Regions from separate parts of the Hordeum vulgare genome. Here region 2 is linked to region 1. The links are chromatin contacts, called in public Hi-C maps. All regions are on one chromosome and are shown on one strand. The core of a region is the stretch at or near the end of the contact, and the rest is flanking DNA. Distances in the headings are between cores, read along the strand shown.

The links. Hi-C and Micro-C count contacts between places; a contact is called where the count stands out from the background.
Region 2: a Hi-C map of leaf shows a contact between it and region 1, with 2.2 times the contacts expected there. The contact joins the promoter of LOC123416361 here to the enhancer-like site in region 1. A contact is called at or near these places in 3 of 6 Hi-C or Micro-C datasets (leaf and seedling).

What each region holds. Positions count from the first base shown.
Region 1 is chr1H:478,908,064-478,910,902 of MorexV3_pseudomolecules_assembly, reverse strand. No RefSeq gene overlaps it. Among protein-coding and RNA genes, the nearest start is that of LOC123416361, 64 kb to the left of the region's middle. Within about 2 kb of position 1,587, at least 2 of the 3 cell types and tissues checked have open chromatin away from gene starts, as enhancers often do. A contact at or near this core is called in leaf, where this site is marked.
Region 2 is chr1H:478,971,877-478,974,751 of MorexV3_pseudomolecules_assembly, reverse strand. LOC123416361 (gibberellin 2-beta-dioxygenase 3-like) reads right to left here and starts at 1,456. Exons shown (of 2, transcript XM_045106793.1): 1 at 572-1,456; 2 at 1-458. The coding sequence starts at 1,315. The coding sequence ends at 174.

The DNA.
Region 1 (2,839 bases), core at 338-2,837:
TGATTGTACATCACCGTGTCAATATCATGCATCAATATCATGCAGGACAAATGATGTGTAAGGCGACCTTCTTTCGCCAATCCAACGAGAGCCAATAATTCTTCACACAGAAAAAAGAGAACCAAGAATTAAGTGAGTGAATGAAGAAGAAGCAGGCAGCAGCAGCGAAAGAAGGTAAGAACAACTAAACGACGTCCTGGAAGTTTGTCGGCCTGATCATGAACCCATCGAGTTAGATCAGCTATCATTCCATTCCAGTATGGGGCGCATTAGCCAAGAAGTTTTCTAGCCAATTCGAGTAAATAACGTAAAACTACTAGTTTACCGGCTAGGGTTTCAAAAAACCATAGATTTTTATTTTTTTTCAGATAATTACCATACGCGTGGTCGGTTGTTTCAAAAAATCCAAAATCTTGGTTGTTAAAAAATTAAACAGGTTCATGACAATTTGGACCCGCACCTAAAGGATTCGTCGATTTGACCATTTGCTTGATCGTTAACTTACATGTGGGTCTCATATGTCAGGGTCTGCAAACTTTTCAACAAAGCCAACATGTCCGTGCAAACTTTTCAAAAACTTAATTGGGTCCGTGCAAAATTGGGACCAGCAGCCAAGATGTCACCGTGGAGATCCTTTCCATCGCGGGCAGCGCGTGGAGCTCCCATTCGTCACCATCAGCAGCCATTGCGTCGTCGTGGAGCTCCCTTCCGTCGGGGTGGCACGTGGAGCTCCCTTCCGTCGCGACCAGCAGCCATGGCGCCGCCGTGAAGCTCCCTTCGGTCGCGAGGTGGAAGATGGGGCGACCGGCGCTCGTGGAAGGAGCCCACCCCGACGAGCCCTCACCGCGCCACGGGTCCCTATGTGGCTTCCTTGTCGGCGCCACCCGAGCTTCCTTCCCGGTCATGCTGCCTCCTCCTTTCACGGCCCACCACCCCACGCGCATGACTCCTACCCGAGCTGGATCGGGATCATGTCGCAGCCGTCCCACCTTCTCCACCCCACCCCAGCGCTCCTTCCCTCGTCCCTCGCTTCCCCGGGAGCTCCTCTGCCATGGGCGCCAGGAGCCGGCGCGGCTGGGCCCACGCTCACACCCCCAGCGGCCAGCGCTCCATCGACCTCCTCGGAAGAAGAGAGGTAAGAGGAGTCAAGAGAACGAAGAAAAGAGATGACATGTGGACCTCACGTGTCAGTTAACAGGCAAACAGACTATCAAACAATCAGTTTTCTTACATGTGGGTCCCAATTGTCATAATCACGATCAATTGTAAAGCACTGAATGTTTTGGGTTTTTTGAGACAGCCGACTACGCGTTTGATAGTTATCTAAAAAATATAAAAACCGATAGTTTTATAACACACTAGCCTGTAAACTAGTAGTCTTATGCTATTTACTCGGTCAACTCAGACATGTACTATCTCTAATTAATCGGTTTATTTATCAGTGACTTGAATTAACTCCCCCGTCAGTGTCAGTTGGATTGAAGACAGCGCTTGAAAAGCTAAAAGGATGTTGGCTGAGACGGACCTCAATGGGTCACTCCGCACGGGCGTCACAGACGCAATGTGCACCGGATGTGATCCTTCACCGTCCCTTTCTCATCTTCACGCCAACTGAACGCGTATACGCCGCTGCTCTGCCGGTGAACACGCGCAACAGTCGGTGTCAAGTTCTCAGCATGCGCTGCACTACCACTCAAGGGTGAAGGCTAACGTGTATCCTAAAACTCGTAGGATTAACAAGTCTAGGCAACATCTAGATATGATATACTCCCTCCGTTCCTAAATATAAGACATTTTAAAGATTTTTTTGTAGACTACATACGAAACAAAATGAATGTATCTACATTTTAAAATATGTTTATATACACTCGTATGTAGTTCATAGTGCAATCTTTAAAAGGTCTTATATTTAAGAACGGATGGAGTAGTTATTACACATCTAAATGATAAATCAAGAATAAAAAATAAAAAGGAAAAAAGTATCCACACTAATCTTCACCTAAGATCAACAATTTGGGACTTAGATGTGTAATATTATGTCACATTTAGATGTGTTTTAGCAAAATCGTTTTTCTATAGAAGGTTTTGTGCTTGGTTCTTTTGTTTTAGTTTTACCGACTTTGGCTTCGACTTTAATTATGTTCTAATAATGTCTTCTTTCAATCATAAATTGTGTTAGACTGTGTTGAAGTTGTATTTATTCCGAGAGTGCAATTGTTGGGTGGTATTCTTATATGTTTCAGCCTCGATGTGATCCGATAGTTGTATGACCCCCTTGGAAGCTCCTATTCCACGCTAAACCATTGAATTCCTTCTATAATGCTCATATGGGCTGACACAAAGCTCTTGCTCGCTTAGTTCGTCTCCGTACTTCGTCTCTTGCTTAGTCTTTTTAGCTTGCTCCACTGCTAGCTCAGGAAAAAACGGCTATCATTGTTTACATGGAAAAAAGTTTGTTAGATCAAAAGAGGTTCATAGATTTAAACATAAATCTTGGAATTTTAAAAGGTTGTGATTTAAAAAACCTTGAGTTTTAAAAAAGTTGAGAGTTAATAAAAAAAGCTTCACTAATAATGTTCACAGGCTTTTTAAATATTTATGAACTTTTAAATACTTATGAATTTGATTTTTTTGATAAATTTGAAGATGCTAATTGATTTAAAAAATGTTCACTGTTTTTAAATGTTCATGAATTATAATGTGACAAAATAAAATAAAAATAAACAAAGATAATACTAATGATAAAAGAAATAAAAAGAAAACTGAAAAAGAAAAAAATTCAGGAAAAACGAATAGAAAAATATATTGAAATCAGTAGAGAAAACACACACAAAAAAAA
Region 2 (2,875 bases), core at 207-2,706, 64 kb before region 1:
TCCTGGTCCTAGCTTAGGTACGTAGCTTTACGTCCGGCCAGGTCACCCCTGGGCCATTGGCCTACGGAGGCCGGCATGTAGCAATCAGTAGCTCCCGTTGTGTACGTACGCCGACACGTACGAAAGCTACCAAGGTATGTCGAGCTAGGCGATGTAATTAAGTTGCTGGCTGGCTAGGACCGGTGGTGGGCGGCGTGTGGCATGGCGACAAGTGGCGTCTCGAAGGGGGCCAGGCGGTTGTCGCCGAGGCGAGAGCGGTAGGCCGCCTTCTTGTATTCTCCCCATGTGAAGTCCCTGTAGAGGGGCAAGCTCTGCGTCCCCGCCAGCAGCTGCTGCAGCGGTGCAATCCTCTGCGCCAGCGGTGGCCCGGCGAAGTAGATCATCGACACGCGGGACTTGAGCCCGTTGCCGGCCACCACCCGGTGCCGCACACTCCTCAGCCTCCCATTCGTCAGAACCTGCACCGACCCGACCGATTCGTTAATTATAACTATTCTCTTCTCCTTGCTGCCGTACGTCGGTCGTCCTCCGTCCGGCCGCCGGTGAATGAATGAACGAATGTAGGGTGTACCTGGAGGGAGTCGCCGACGTTGACGAAGAAGGCGTCGCGGTTGGGCGGGACGGACACCCAGCGCCCGTCGTGGAGCGCGACCTGGAGCCCGGCCGTGCCGTTGGAGTGCAGGATGGACACCAGCTGCGGGTCCGTGTGCTCGCCGAACCCGGTCACGCTGCAGTTGGGCGGCAGCCCCTGCAGCAGCGGGCAGGGCGGGTAGTGGTTCACCCGGAACACCTGGTCGCTGGCCTCGCCCGTCACCATGTCCGCCAGCGCGCCCCGCGGCGACACGCCCAGCCCCTCCGCCACCATCTCCAGCACCGTCCTCGCCAGCCCGCGCATGGCGGACACGTACGCGTTGATCGCTTCCCTCAGCGCGGACGACGGCGCCGGGGAGGCCTTGGAGAGGGTGTCGCGGTCGATGGCGAGGAGCAGGTACTCGACCCACCCCATGTCACCATTGCGCCCGATGCGCTTGCTCCCGTATCCGAACGGGTCGGCGGGGCCCGACGCGTCCTTCTCCGCCTGCGTAGACGCGAAGAACCGGACGGCCTCCGCCTCCAGCCGGTCCACCACGCCCGCCGGCACGCCGTGGTTCACGACGCTGAAGAACCCGAACCGCTCGCACGCGCGCACCACGTCCGCCGCGGCGCCGGGGCTGGACAGGTCCACGGCCGGGACGCCCGAGAAGCTCTCCCACGGCTCAGGAGTCCTCATCAGCGCGATCTGCTCCAGCGCCGCCGGCTTCGCGAGGACCACCATTGCCAAGAAAGAAACAGAGGAGAGCTGAGCCAAGCAAAGGAGAGGCAGAGCAAAGCGATCGGTCCCGGAACCAGACACCCCGTACAAGCTACTACTATCGCAACAGTGGAGCACTGGTGATAAGAGCTCGAGGTGTGGTGGCGCACGAGTGGGAGATGGGAAGTGAGGGCGGTCATGGCGCGTATATATAGTGGTGGCGGGAGGAAGGAAGGCTCGAGGTGGCAGTGGCAGTTGCCAGTGGGCGCGCGCGGGGCCGGTGCCGGCGACGTACATACGCGCGAGAGGAAATGTGCTGAGAAACGAATGGGAGAGAATGGACAACGTTGGTAGGAGCTGTTGAAGCCGTGTCGTGCGGGTGCACGCATCGATCGACTGACCTATCTCGCCCGCCTTTTAGTATTCAAGTGAGCCCAGAGTTGCCGCGAACTGAATCCCGGGCGTGGCGATTAGCCGGGAGGGGCGACGTGTGCCGATGCCATCCGCCGGTGAACTGGGGTCCGGGAATGAGGAGGGTGATGGGTCCTGTGGCCGATGCTACGCTGCTCAATCATATGCATGGACAGACGGTGTTCCTGTACTCAGGTTTTTCTTCCTTCTTCTTTCGAACTCGTGCTCATATACGTACCTTGTTGTCGATGGCTTCCTACCTTTCTTCTTTCTACAGCTGGATTTCACAAATTCGGTTCATTATATGTTCGCGGACGTGTCCGAACATGTCCAGACTGCCTTTTACTATATCTCGTGTCCGGTAATCACATACCTTAAATTCGGACTCTCAAATTTATATAAATCCATCCACCTTCATCATACATGTCAAAGTCGCACGTAAATAACAAATGTTCGTAGCAAAAAAACATTGGTCTTACATAAAAATTATTTTGAGTACACAACTCAACCATTAGCTCTTTGGTTTCGGATGCTCCCACAAGGTTTTTTTCTAAACATATGTGAATTTAAAAACAAAAAAATCAGAAGGATCGGAGCAACAAGGGACCTACAAGGTGGCAAGGCACGCCCTTGGCTTGTCGTCGACTCGTGAGGCTTCTAGACTCTCCCCGAGGCTTCGCATGTGTCTTCTGATCCTTAAAAAATCGTCAACTTTTTTGATATGTTTGGTACAATTTTTCTGTAAAACAAAAAATAATAAGAAGAAAACAACCGAAATCATGCACTGGGTTATTAGATTAGTTCTTAAAAATGATATAAAATAATGTATAAAACATAAAACATTAATAATATAGTAGCATGAAATAATAAAAAAAATGTTAGAGGCGTATCACCATCTCCATCCCGCCCATCAAGATCCTGGAAAGAGTACATTGAAGACCGCATTGTAGCCGTAGTTACATGCCATGCGCGCCATGCGCGAGTACGTTGTTTGCGCAGGACCACGAACGCGTAGATGGCAAGGTGTATGCCATGGATTTAATCCGTGAACATGCCGCTTGCACCGCAACTAAAACCATGTTCTCTTCATCCTCAATTCAAACCCATCCAGCGTTGTGAGATCACTAGAAGGGATGCTTAGAGGGGTGGGGGATGAATAGATTGCTTGCATAA